2 separate regions of the Zea mays genome follow, and region 2 is linked to region 1. The links are chromatin contacts, called in public Hi-C maps. All regions are on one chromosome and are shown on one strand. The core of a region is the stretch at or near the end of the contact, and the rest is flanking DNA. Distances in the headings are between cores, read along the strand shown.

Region 1 (7,348 bases), core at 1,964-4,463:
CAAGTCAAGGTTTGGACACATGGATAGCGGTTTTCCATGCACTCCCACCCAAGGCTAAATCTTTGGATATATTCCATCCTTTCAAGTCTCCTTTTATTGACAGAAAAACAACTAGCAACTAAACTGAAGAAAGAAGTCTTGAAGCAAATCTAGGTCCTGAACCTAAAGTACTATTTGACTAACAAAAAACCAATGTGGCATGGAGAGTTAAATAGAAACACAATGAAGATGATACCAAATATCTGCTAAGTTACACGACACCAGAAACACATCCCATTGCAAAGTCTTTACTTGAAAGTAATGGATATATTTTACTATTAGTAGTCCAACTAACTAGAATCAAAACTTTCTATTTTCATAATTGACTAGGTGAGCTTTCTATAAGGTAGTATTAACCACAAGTTTCCATCACTGTTTGATATACAAAATTAACCAATTCTATTATAGATACTTAGCATTGGGTTAAGCTCTTCATTTAAATACTTACTCCTGAAGTTTTTTGCGAAGCATGAACCTCATGTAGTGATCTGTACCAAAAGGCCGGATACCCATATATTTGCACATATTTACCAAGCGTGGTCTGCAGGATAGTGCCAACCAACTGTTTAGTCACTAGTGTAATTGTGACTATGAATGTATACATATACTAAAGGAATGCCTAACCTGTTCATGTTATCCAGAGTAAGTTCATCATTGAATAGCTTTGCAAAATTCAAGATTTCATCATTAGAGACACGTCCACCTCTCCTAACCTGATCACAATTAAGGCTCGTTATCCAAACAATAATAGAGAAAGTAGTTATTCCAGAGACAGCAGAGCACACAAAGAAACTTATACCTTATTCAAAAATTCGTCCAGATCTTCAGCTGTTTGTTTTGTTTCTCCGCTACGAGATGTTTGAACTTCCTTTGCCATTTCTTTTGCGGTATCTTGCAAAAATTTTGCATACTCCATCCTTGCTTTCAATTTCCTTTTTAATGCTTCCTGTACAGGAAAAAGAAGCACCCGTGAGCCAATCAGATTGTACTATGAATCCATGATAGTGCTGGTGGTTTCCATAAAAATGGCAACAGCAGGGTATGCTAATCAATCCAAATAATTATTAATAGTTAACTAGATATGTTTCCTGACTTATGCATATGGTAGTATTCCACTTGCAGGGACACATGGCAACTAATAAGCAACATAATTTCAGGTAGTTGCAACTTACAAATAGTCAAGACCATACCTCTTCCTTCATTTTGTCCTGGAAAGTTGATGGAAGCATGTTTGGAAATAACTTGAGGAAGACTGGCAGTAAGAATTCCATGAATGGAACAATGATGAACACAGCAAACGGAACCAGCCTGAAGATATCTGCTGTTGTGCGTGTCAGCTGTTGCCTCTCTCTTCTTGAAAGGCTCTTCCCCCCAGCAAGTTTCACCAGCAATCTTGATGAGATCCTAACATCTGCCCAGAGTAGTTTTGTCCCTAACCAGTAATGCTGCAGTGTACAAACGAATTCATCCTTCCAATGCTTAAGTTTTGCTGCCCAATCAGCCCTTAACAAACAAATAAAAAATGTTTTGTAAGTTACAGAAAAACAGACCAATCATTCATGTTATATACTTATATAACCATGCATTGAGGTAGGAAAGAAAAAGAATACAGACCTGCTCATTGAAGCAACAGCACGAAGAGCAGGGCCCACACCCAGGACTCTTGCCCAAAATTTCTGTATAATTGATTGGCCAACCTTCAGAGATTCTTGTACCTGTTTAGCTTTAGCCTTAGCTTTTGCAGTGCTGAGGCCTTCCACAGCCTGATCACATTCTTCTGGGGATGCCTCCTTTTTCCTTTTATTTTGCTTGTGGTCCTCGCTCTGTTCATCATCTGTATCCATCTTAGGCTGCCTTGCTGTTGCAGTTGATGCTGTGCGGACCGACTGCAGCAAAGATCTAGCTCCCAGGCTCAGAGGCAATCTAAATTCATTCCTTCCAAATCCACCATGAGAAAGAGAAATCACATAAGATGGACGTTGCCAAAACCCATTACCAAGACCTAGTAGATCCTTTTTTATCAAATTCATATTGTGTTGCTCCTTCTCGCATTTGGAATCCCCAGAACTATGCTCGAGAAATCGCTGTTCTGTTCTTGGCTCAACCTCCAAACCGAGTCTTCCATGTTGGAATGTAAAGAAAGCAGACGATGAAATGGTAGGTGTGTTAACATGATCCAAGAAATACTTCCTTCTCCTAATGATTGCCATTGAAGCCATACTTGATTGCGTCTGAATTCACAATAGGAAGATCACACTCATGTAGAAATCTGAAGTTATCAAAATGGTTCAACCAATGACTTAGTAAGTGTAAATTTAAATATAAATAATGACAAGGAAAACTAACTAATCATCACTGGGCTCCAATTTGGTCCCATCATAACAGTGTGCATATAGAGCCCAGAGTAGCCAAGGCTCAATAATAGCTCATGCTAAATTCCCGAAATATATCGGAGAGAGAAAAAAAAACTATTTAATCGTCCAATAACTGGTCTCGACAAGGGACTTTTGATCTTGAGGAAATTCCTTCGCTACTAAGGCCCTATTTGTTTCCCTCCTAGATTATATAAGTTAGATTATGGTGGAAGGTTAAGAGAGTAAAATATCACTTTGGGATCACAGATAAGCTAAAATAAGCTATCCAATACTAACTTATTTCAGCTTATTTGTGGTCCTAAAGTGATATTTTATTTTTCTATCCTTCTACCATAATCCAACTTATATAATCTAGGAAAGAAACAAACACACTCACACCCTAAGAGTGGACTCAGTAAATGGGTGTACACACTACGCACCCCGATAATTTTTGCAAAAAAGTGAAGTTAGTAGGAATAATACTCCAGTTTTTGTAAGGAGTGCATATATAAGCTTGTAATTAGATCGAGTTCAAATACTAATGAACAAATAGCTTAAATTAGGGTTCGGGGCTCAGTTTCACACAGCAGGAAGCAAAGAGAAGAGGTGGGCATACCTGGTGGATGCTCGTCGCTGTTGAAGGTCGACCTGGGCACCTGGCCTAGGCGGCGGCGGCGGCCTACGGTCGCCCACCCACCCGTCGACACGAGAGAGAGAGAGAGAGCGCACGGCACGGGGGTGGCGGCGGTCGCCCACTCGACGCCACGGCCCGAGAGAGAGAGAGAGAGAGAGCACGCGGGATGAATGTGAGCGAAGAAAAGGGCGCACGCACTGCTGGCCTTCTGGGTTTGAGGTTGTGTATACAGATTATGCTATTTCTAGAGGTGTACCCATTAATACATAAAGTTTTTTTCTAATATGACTAGTTTGGAAACTCTATTCTTTTAAGAGATTTTTATTTTTCCAATAAAAATGAACTATTTTTTCTTGGAAAAATAGAAATTCTTTGGAAAAAATAGGACCTAGTTTGCAAACTCTATTTTTTAAAGTGATTCCTATTTTTCAAAGAAAAACGAGGTTTCCAAATTAGCCCTAAGATTAAGATATAGAGATATTTTAATTTCCACGGTATAGATTTAGTCTATGTTCGGTGGGGATTTGTTGGGATTAAGAAAGATTGAGGTGTTTTTAAAGAATCAACCTATTTTAAATGAGATGATGCATTATGAGTCAATTCTACAAATTTGTTGTAAGAACTCATTTATCATATTATTACTAATTATTAGCCTATTAGGAATGAAATAGCAATGGATCAATTCATTCCATTCCACAAACCAAACAACAAAGTGAGAAGTGAAAAGATGATATGATACCTTATTCCTCAAACCAAACATTCTATAAATCTCTTCTTATCCAATCCCTTCTTATCCCTCAATCCATCCCTAACCAAACAAGCCCTTAGGGAAAAATCTTCCTCTATTGGATAGGGTGCATATGGGTACATGGAAGCATAATCCAAACCCGATTACCCAAGGGTAATAATCACCCATTAAAATTAGAAGATGCAAAATTGTATCTCTCATACTCCGATTGAATTTGAAAACATGTATGTGTTAGGATTAAGTTACTATCTTTAGAATGTGTCACTTTGTTTTTGTCGTTTTGTATGGGTAAACAATGTTTTTTGCTTGTTATATGTTAGATTTTATTCGTGATGTATTGTTGTTGGGGTGTCGTGTGGTTGTTAATGTCATATAAAATTCAATCATGTTTTTCTTGATACGTGTGGATGAACTTTCTAGAATGTGACCATGCTTTTTTGTCGGAGATGTGGATTCATTGTAGACCTGATACCCGAACAGGGATGGGGTATGGGTTGAATCTTGTCGGGGACCATAATTAGGGATACCCCAAGACTCCTAATCTCAGCTGGTAACCCCCATCAGCACTAAGCTGCAAAGGCCTGATGGGTCCGATTAAGCCAAGGCTCGGTCCACTCAAGGGACACGACCTCGCCTCGCCCGAGCCCAGCCTCGAGCAAAGGCAGCCGACCCCGGAAGATTCACATCTCGCCCGAGGACCCCCTCAAGTGACGTACACACCTTCGGCTCGCCCGAGGCCCAGTCTTCACCAAGAAGCAACCTTGGCCAGATCGCCACACCGACCAACCGAATCGCAGGAGCATTTAATGCAAGGATGGCCTGACATCTTATCCTGTCATGCGCCCTTCAGTCGACAGAGCCGAAAGTGACTGCAGTCACTTCGCCGCTCCACCGACCGGCCTGACAAGAACACAGCGCCGCCTGCGTCGCTCCGACTGCTGTGCCACTCGACAGAGTGAGGCTGACAGCAGCCAAGTCCGGCCTCGGGCGCCATAGGAAACTCCGCCTCGCCCGACCCTAGGGCTCGGACTCGGGCTCGGCCCCGGAAGACGACGAACTCCGCCTCGCCCGACCCCAGGACTCGGACTCGGGCTCAGCCCCGGAAGACGGCGAACTCCGCCTCGCCCGACCCCAGGGCTCGGACTCGGGCTTGGCCCCGGAAGACGACGAACTCCGCCTCGCCCGACCCAGGGCTCAGACTCGGGCTCGGCCCCGGAAGACGACGAACTCCGCCTCACCCGACCCAGGGCTCGGACTCGGGCTCGGCCCCGGAAGACGACGAACTCCGCCTCGCCCGACCCAGGGCTCGGACTCAGCCTCGGCCCCGAAAGACGACGAACTCCGCCTCGCCCGACCCAGGGCTTGGACACGACCTCGACCTCGGAAGACCGACTCGACCCCGACCTCGGAGGAGCCTCCGCCTCGCCCGACCTAGGGCTCGGACCGACCACGTCACAGGGGGGCCATCATTACCCTATCCCTAGCTAGCTCAGGCTACGGGTAACGGGACCGGCGTCCCATCTGGCTCGCCCCGAAAAACAGATAATGATGGCGCCCCGCGTGCTCCATGACGATGGCGACTCTCAAACCCTTACGGAAGCAAGGAGACGTCAGCAGGGACTCGACAGCCCAGACAGCTGTCCTTCCGCAAGGCTCCAACGCTCCTCCAACGGCCACGACATCACATGAACAGGGTGCTAAAACCTCTCTGGCTGCCACGACGGCATGTACTTAGGGCACTAGCTCCTCTCTGCTAGACACGATAGCGCACTGCTATACCCCCCATTGTACACCTGGACCCTCTCCTTACGCCTATAAAAGGAAGGTCCAGGGCTCTCTTACGATAAGGTTGGCCGCGCGGGAGGACGGGGCGACGCGTAGAGTCCCTCGCTCTCCCCCCACGCGGACGCTTGTAACCCCCTACTGCAAGCGCACCCGACCTGGGCGCAGGACAAACACGGAGGCCGCGGGCATTCCCCTCTCTTCTGCCCCCTTTCGTGCTCCGTCTCGCGCCGACCCATCTGGGCTGGGACACGCGGCGACAATTCACTCGTCGGTCCAGGGACCCCCCGGGGTCGAAATGCCGACAGTTGGCGCGCCAGGTAGGGGCCTGCTGCGTGTTAACAAACAGATCCTCGTCAAGCTCCAGATGGGTAGTCTCCAGCAACCTTTCTAACCCGGGACGGTGCTCCGTTTCGGGAGTCTTGAGTTCATGTCCCTCGACGGCAGCTACGACATGATACTCCTTCCTCCGCCGCACAACGGCGACAATGGCGGCCGACAACCTGCCCGCCGGCGGCGGAATCGACGATGTCTTCCCCACGAGGCAGAAGAACGGCGTCCGAGTTTGTCCCGTCACCTCCCCCGCCGGAGGAGGAGGCGGGGCAACCATGGCCAAGCAGGAGGCGGCACCTCATCGGCTGTCGAGCGAGTCGACGGCGCCGGCGCCCCGACGGGGGACACGTCAGGCGTCGACCTCGCGTCTGAGACGAAGACGAGCGCCGTTTCCCCGCAACACGCCAACTCCAAGCGGACGGACGACGCCAGCACGCTCGCGAAGGACTTGCTGGGCGTCACCCTCGTACCTGAGACGATGGCGCAGTCCGCCCCTGACGTGACAACGTCACCACCTGTCGACCAAGAAGTATCGACCGACTCCCGTCTCATGCCTTTTGGATTCGGCCTCGACCCATCAAGCGACCCCGCTTTGGTGGAAGCCTTCATAGAGGCATGCACCCGCCCTCCGGGGTATCATGTGCGGTCACCCTGGGACCGGCTGACGGCCGTCTCGACCTACGGACCCTTGGGTTCCGAGGAAGATGACGAGCCCGACTTTGGTTGGGATTTCTCCGGGCTCGGTAACCCCAGCGCCATGCGGGACTTCATGACCGCATGTGACTACTGCCTTTCCGATTGTTCCGACGGTAGCCACAGCTTCGGCAACGGAGACAACGGCCCAAGTCGTGAATGTTTCCACATCGATCTAGGGGGTCCCGACGAAGGCAACCATCTTGGTATACCGGAAAACGGTGATCCCCCTAGGCCTGCGCCTCGCGTTGACATCCTTCGGGAGCTAGCTGTGGTCCCAGTCCCTGCGGGGGGTCAGGACGCACAGCTCGAGCAAATCCGCGAGATGCAGGCCAGGCTCGACGAGGGGGCAGGAACACTTGAGCCGCTCCGCCGGAACATCGGGCAGAAATGGGTAGACCAAGCTCCGGCCGGAGAAGCGCGTCATCTACCCCAGGGTGTCCAGCTCCGCATCGCCGACGACGTCAGGGCAAGGCCGCCATCGGCTTCCAGTGGGGTCAGCCAGCACCTGGCTGCAGCAGCGATACTTCTCCGCGCGATGCCGGAACCATCAACCACCGAAGGGCGGCGGATCCGGGGAGAGCTCAAGAATCTTCTGGAGGATGCCGCGGTCCGACGGGCCGAGAGCTCTGCCTCCCGAAGGCAGGGATACCCCTCGGAGCACCGCGCCGCGACTTCCCGATTCGTGCGGGAAGCCTTGGTCCACACCGGGCGCACGCGCAACACAGCGCCTGCAGCCCCGGGACGCCTCGGCAACGAGCACCA
Region 2 (6,400 bases), core at 3,055-5,554, 930 kb after region 1:
ACTCTGCTACACTACCCATTGTACACCTGGACCCTCTCCTTACGCCTATAAAAGGAAGGGCCAGGGCCCTCCTAGAGAAGGTTGGCCGCTCGGGGACGAGGACGAGACGGGCGCTCGCATAAGGCCGCTCGCTCCTTCCCCCGTGTGGATGCTTGTAACCCCCTACTGCAAGCGCACCCGACCTGGGCACGGGACGAACACGAAGGCCGCAGGATTTCCACCTCTCTCTCGCCCATCTCCGGCCTCCTCGCTTTCCCCCCTTCGCGCTCGGCCTCACGTCGACCCATCTGGGCTGGGGCACGCGGCGACACTTCACTCGTCGGCTCAGGGACCCCCCGGTCTCGAAACGCCGACACTACTACTGCTACTAACTATTCATACTAATATTTAAGCCAGTGGCGCTTTGCCACTGACCTTGCCGCCGCTGCCCTTGCCGCCACCGTCGCCGTCACCGTTGCTGCCCTCGCCGCCATCGTCGTTGCCGTCGTCGCCACCGCCACCTCCGTTGCTGTGGCCGCCACTGCCGTCACCTTCGTCGTCGCCGTTGCCGCTGCTTCCTTTCTCGGACGAGTCAGAAGAGTTCCCCTCGTTTGAGGAGACTTCTGACTCATCCGAGCCCTTGAGCCCGGCGCGCTCGATGGACCGGATGTACGTCCACACCTCGGCAGCTATCCCCTGGGAGTCGTCCAAGTCGTCGGACGACGCCAGGGGGGAAGCGTACTTCGGTGACCCCTCGGATTTAGAGGAAAACTCCTCCGAGTACTCAGAGTCACCGAAGTCCTCCAAGGGAGGACTCGGCTCGCGCTTCCGCTTGTCGCTGGAGCGACATGGCAAACCTTGGCCCTTCTTGTCCTTGCTCATGATCGAACAGAGGAGAAGAAGGAGTCGGAAAATAAGAAATGGATGATCGAAGGAAGGTGAAGAGAACAACGGCGCAAAGCAGGCTATTTATAGAGGACATGAGTGACCGTCCACTTCCTACCACGCCCGCTGAATAGTCACAAACATTCAATAAGCAATTCAAGCCGCCTAAAAACGAGTCAGGCAACAGACACCGCTTCGCGTAACACGACACCATTTGGACTAAGGTCAACTGCTCAGGCGATATGATTATGCCCCACGGTCACGTCAAGTTACTACTCCAAGACAGTGTGCTAAACGCTTTGCGTACCAAGACGTCCCTTGGTCACACCCATTGGGGGGACGACCAGGAATTTTCAATAGATTTTCTGGACAAGTCACATCCATACAGTATATACAATGAATGTATTGAGGGAGAAGGAATTTATCGGTAGAGATCAAAGAAAATCCAAATATAGCTACTGAACTACAAGTCTAGTCAGGAGAAGCATTAAAGCATAGAGCAAGGCGAAGACCAGCCAAGAGACATCTACCAGACGTCCAATCCGTCACCGAGCAAATAAATTTCAAACCTAACAGGGCATGGGCAGACCACATTGTTTGAATTCACAAGAGCATGAAGGAAGCAAAAATGCTGAGGTGAAGATAAAATGCTGATTTCTAAAGCATGAGGTGGAGATAAAATGCTGAGTTTTAAAGCAGAAGGTGGAGATAAAATGCTGAGTTCTAAAGCATGAGGTGAAGATAAAATGCTGATTTCTAAAAAGCATAAGACGAAGATCTTTAAGTGGATTATTTTTAAAAATCCACTCAAAGCTCGGGGGCTACACTCATTGGGTGTACCTCCGGTGCGCCCAATAAGTTTTTAATTCCAAAAGACAAAATGATGATCTCTAAAGCATAGGTTGATGACAGAGCGCCGATTTCTAAGGCATGAAGACCTTTAAATGCACCAAAGGAGGACAACAGAAGGTTGTTTTTTACTGAGTCACTCAGAGTTCAGAAGCAACGTCCAAACGAGTGCACCTTCGGAGCACCCATCATCAAAATGAAAATCAAGCCACGGAATCGTAAGCTGGACCTAGAATCTTTGGGCTGATTATTCCAAAACCAACTCAAAGATTGGGGTGTGGGGGACGGATATCCCCTGGGTCCACTAGAAGGTAAAAAGGCCTCGCGAAAGGCTTCGGGCCTGTTGTCTCGCAAGGTCGCCCCCTCGTGGGCCATGGAAGAACTGCTGGCAGAATAGGCCGATGCGGGGAACAAGTAGGCTCGGGCCCAAGCGGCTCATTGGATTTAAGCGCTATCCACAGCTAGAGATGGCCAAACGGGCCGTCCGGCCCGGGCCGGCCCGGGCCCGGTGAAGCCCGGACGAAAACCGGGCCGGGCCTGCTAAGCCCGCGGGCTTTCTATCCAAGGCCGGCCCGCAGCGGGCCTAAACGGGTCGGGCCGGCCCGTTTAGCACGAAAAAACGTGCCGAAAAGCGAGCTAAATGGGCCGGTAAGTACATTTTAGTGTAAAAAAACAGGTTTAACGGGCTTAGAGGTAAACGGGTCGTGCCGGGCTAGCCCGCCGTGCCTAGTTTCCTGTCCAAGCCCGCCCGCTTATTCGTACCGTGCCGGGCTCGGACCGGGCCCAAAAAGCGGGCTTCGTGCCGGGCTCACGGGCCTCGTGCTTATTGGCCATCTATATCCACAGCGCCGACCCGATTTTCCCGCGCAGCACCCGTGGACGTCGAAACCAAATAAGGATAAGATGACAAGATTATGGAAAGATAAGTTCAATTAGTTCACTATTACTTAGAGATACGTCATCATCATACACGCATATAATGCCCCACGGCCGAGTATATAAGGCCCAGGGGTACCCCTTCATTTCCAAGTCACTCATCAACCACCTACGAAGCTCACTAGTTTCCTCCATACTAGAGATTTCCTTTGTAACCTACCACATAAAGATCCACACCAGGAAGTAGGGTGTTACGCATCTTCAAGTGGCCCAAACCTGTAGAAAGATCGCTCGTCATCTCTCGTGCGTCTTGCACGAATTATTGAGTTACAGTCAACAGCACCATCCTACCCAAAAGCACCATGAGGGTCTGTTCCCAAACACCGACAGCAGGAGCAAGGAAAAATAAATAAAATGCTTTTTTTGAAAGAGCGGTAATGCTGGGCAATTTCTCCTGAAACTGATATCAACAATGAGTTTTTTTGCTAAAAATAATCTCAAGTAAGCACCTCTTAACCAAGTTATGATAATTCGGCCTCCAGAATATATCATCTAGTATAATAATTTGTCAGTTTGTTTCTCATCTAAATTATTTAAGTTAGATTATATAATTTGGGTAGATTATAATCTGAAACAAAGAGGCCCTAAATATGAGTATTAAGATAAATGAAATATATACATTAATGTTTACATAAATATCTCAAAACTTCTTAGAGCAAGGCTAATGATTTAGCTAGCTACCTGTCGTAAGCCGTTGATATGCCTTATATAGCTAACTATATAGTCATGACATATAATTAGTTGGCTATTGTGTTGGCCAAAAAAATGTTGACCAATTATTACTAATCCATATGTATTTTAGAATATGTACAACAACTAGCTATTAATGGCTCATAATTAGTAGTGCTCTTCTTCTCTTCTCTTCTCTTCTCTTCTCTCTTTCAACTTGGTAAAAATCTGATATAGCAAACCATTTAGTCCTTGTTTGGAAACACATTTTCTTTGAAAACATTTTTTAATACCATAGTCTAATAATTGCCATATCATAACCATAATTTTGTACAACAATGGTGCCGTAGTTTTTTGATGTTATCAAGTTCCATTCAAAAGTGATTGATTGGCTATCATATAATTAAAATAATTTATTAGGACTGATGTAACTGCAATCTATAAAGAAAAAATAACGTAGAAGATACAACCCCAGCCGAATTAAGATCACATCAAGTTGTTCACATGGAAAAAGTGCGCGCCACATGGGTCCCTTCGCGCCACAGTGAAAATTTTAGTCTAAATCAAAATTTCTCGTACTCTAAAAACACGATGATATTGACAAAATCAATGTTTTATATACTATGATTTTTAAATGGTCTACCAAACAACTATTGGCATACGTACTCTAAAAACACAATGATATTGACAAAATCAATGTTTTATATACTATGATTTTTAAATGGCCTACCAAACAACTATTGGCATACGAAACTTCAAATACCACATCGTTACTAGAAAAGTACCGTCTCTCTCTAAATAGGGCGTCATCTGCTTACATCATCCTAATCCTATTATAGTTGTCCTAAAAATATCCAATTATAATTTTCTGTCAAAAACAATAAAAACAAAAGCAAATGTCGACGAAGATGCAGAGATGCGAGTGGCCGAGACCTATTTCAGCTAGTCCTACGGACCATCCAGATCCAGCACACCCAAACCCAGCAGCTGATTCGCCCGGCCGCATCGCCCGAGCCTTCTAACAGCTGACTCGTCCTCGTCGCTCCGGCGCGGCGACAAGGCACGCAGCCACCGCGCGATGGCCGACGGCGCCAGCAGCAGCGGCGGGGCGCAGAACGGGGGTGAGTCGGTGGTGATTGACTACGGCCGGCGCCGCACTACCTGCGGCTACTGCCGATCCTCCGGGCCCACGAGCATCTCCCACGGTACCGATTTCCGAACCCCCCGTCCGATGAAACTGATTCGCTCTGCTTCGACCTGTATCGGGCCCTCAAGCTTTGTAGCGCGTGGAATCGCCCGTGGGTTCTATTATAGCGTTGAATCGCTTGTTGGCTCTAGCATCTTGACGCGTCACGCAGATGATGTTTGACCGCTGATCACCATGATAACTTGTGAATTTCCTTTTAGATATTGCTGCCAAGGGACAGTGCAAGCGCACAACGGTTTTGTAGTTTGAGCTGGGGAGAGTAGTTATTTTTTCAGCTTATGGCCATAATGAATCATGGTTTTTGAACAAAAAACCATGATGAATCATGGTTGCCAGTTGAGGGGCATGGTTAATCTATGAACCTCTGAACGCTCGTTGTTACTTGTTAGCTGCTGAATCCTGAATGGTTCAAATGCCTCATTTTATTCACTTAGCTTGTAATACTTGAAACAAGCCAGCGACCATCTAGTTTTGTCTCTGAAAATGATCCATGTGGATCATGTAATCCATGTTATCTAGGGTGTTATACACAGTGATGGAGCAAAGCCCCAGGCTGCCTGGGATTTTATCCTAGTCTAAGGCAGTTTAACCGAGAGCAATAGAACCCACTAAAAAAATGTAGAGATGTCTAAGGTTTTCAAAGGATTTAAGACTGCCTAGCACTAGATAAGCCTTTGAGGCATATCCATTTCTGGCTCCACCCTGGTTATAAAGTATATCCAAGTTTTATTTAACAGTCAGTTGTACAAGGTAAAAAATATACTAGATGGGAATTGCTTTGACCTTTAAATTAGATGTTTCATCTATTTGTCGTTTGTTATATTTTTTCTTCTCGTTCTACCTTTCATGTATATACCTGTGTATAGAAGGCTCTGTCACATCATCATTTACCATGCTAGTTTCTGTCCTATCAATCTTGCAGGTATGTGGGCTAACAGTCTGAAAGCTGATGACTATCAAGGTACAAACTTATGACCCTTTCAACTTTTTTACAATGGTTTAAGGTTATATATGTTATAACACAAAAGTGCTGATTCCCGAACTCTTCCTGTATTCAAAACCTAATTAGCAAAACGAGTAAGCGGCCAAATAATATATGTGGAATTGCTGTTCAATTCATTATATAGAAGCATCAAGCATGTAACATTCAAAACATGATATCTTTATAGGGCCATATTGTCCTTGCATTATGGGCACGAAAGAAATGGTGATAGGCAGTATACGATGGCCAAAATATTGCGCAAAGTAATTGCAAGATGCTTTATCTTTATTGTGTTTTCGTGTCATAGATCATCTTGTAATGTGCTCTATGATAAATTCGTGGTTTTGGGGCTGTAATACAGAATTTAGTTCATTACTAATTTTGTTATGGCCCAGAAATACTGCTTTCAAGTTTCATCTACCTCTTATGTCCTAGAGCAAATGTGCTTTTTAATGATATTTGGACAGCCTTGTAAACATTGTTGAGGATTTATGCCTTTGGACAGGGGAATTGACTGTAATGTTTCTGGAACAATAACCTGGAAAGTTAATTTTCTTGGATAAATTTAGGATTCAAAAGCCTCTTCAAAATTTCCCATATCTTGGTGCTGAACACATAACTGGTGGTCAATAGCCACTAGCCAGTTCTCAGTCCAATTCCATTCTCTTTCAATTTTTCTTTAGTTAATTTCTGCAGTCAACCGGCCCCAGTTTCCAACATGTTCTGTTAGCCACAAGGATTTTTCAGTTTCTGTGGTGGGTTTTGGGACCTAGTAGAAGCTCAAGGAGTTTCATGCTAACTCGTTGATTGAAATATGGCTTTCCAACAAGATAGCAAATAAATTTAACTTCAATTGGGGGCTTATGGCTTGCTAGATCCAGGATGTGCATAGA

Evidence for each region. Hi-C and Micro-C count contacts between places; a contact is called where the count stands out from the background.
Region 2: a Hi-C map of leaf shows a contact between it and region 1, with 2.8 times the contacts expected there. The contact joins the promoter of LOC100383012 here to the promoter of LOC100501079 in region 1. A contact is called at or near these places in 3 of 25 Hi-C or Micro-C datasets (ear, leaf and tassel).

Annotation. Positions count from the first base shown.
Region 1 is chr8:99,355,885-99,363,232 of Zm-B73-REFERENCE-NAM-5.0, forward strand. It overlaps LOC100501079 (LETM1-like protein), which reads right to left and starts at 3,214. Exons shown (of 15, transcript NM_001195906.1): 1 at 3,010-3,214; 2 at 1,654-2,270; 3 at 1,230-1,542; 4 at 839-985; 5 at 664-752; 6 at 488-580. The coding sequence starts at 2,258.
Region 2 is chr8:100,280,808-100,287,207 of Zm-B73-REFERENCE-NAM-5.0, forward strand. It overlaps LOC100383012 (putative arginine-tRNA protein transferase family protein), which reads left to right and starts at 4,305. Exons shown (of 6, transcript NM_001175691.1): 1 at 4,305-4,523; 2 at 5,448-5,486. The coding sequence starts at 4,397.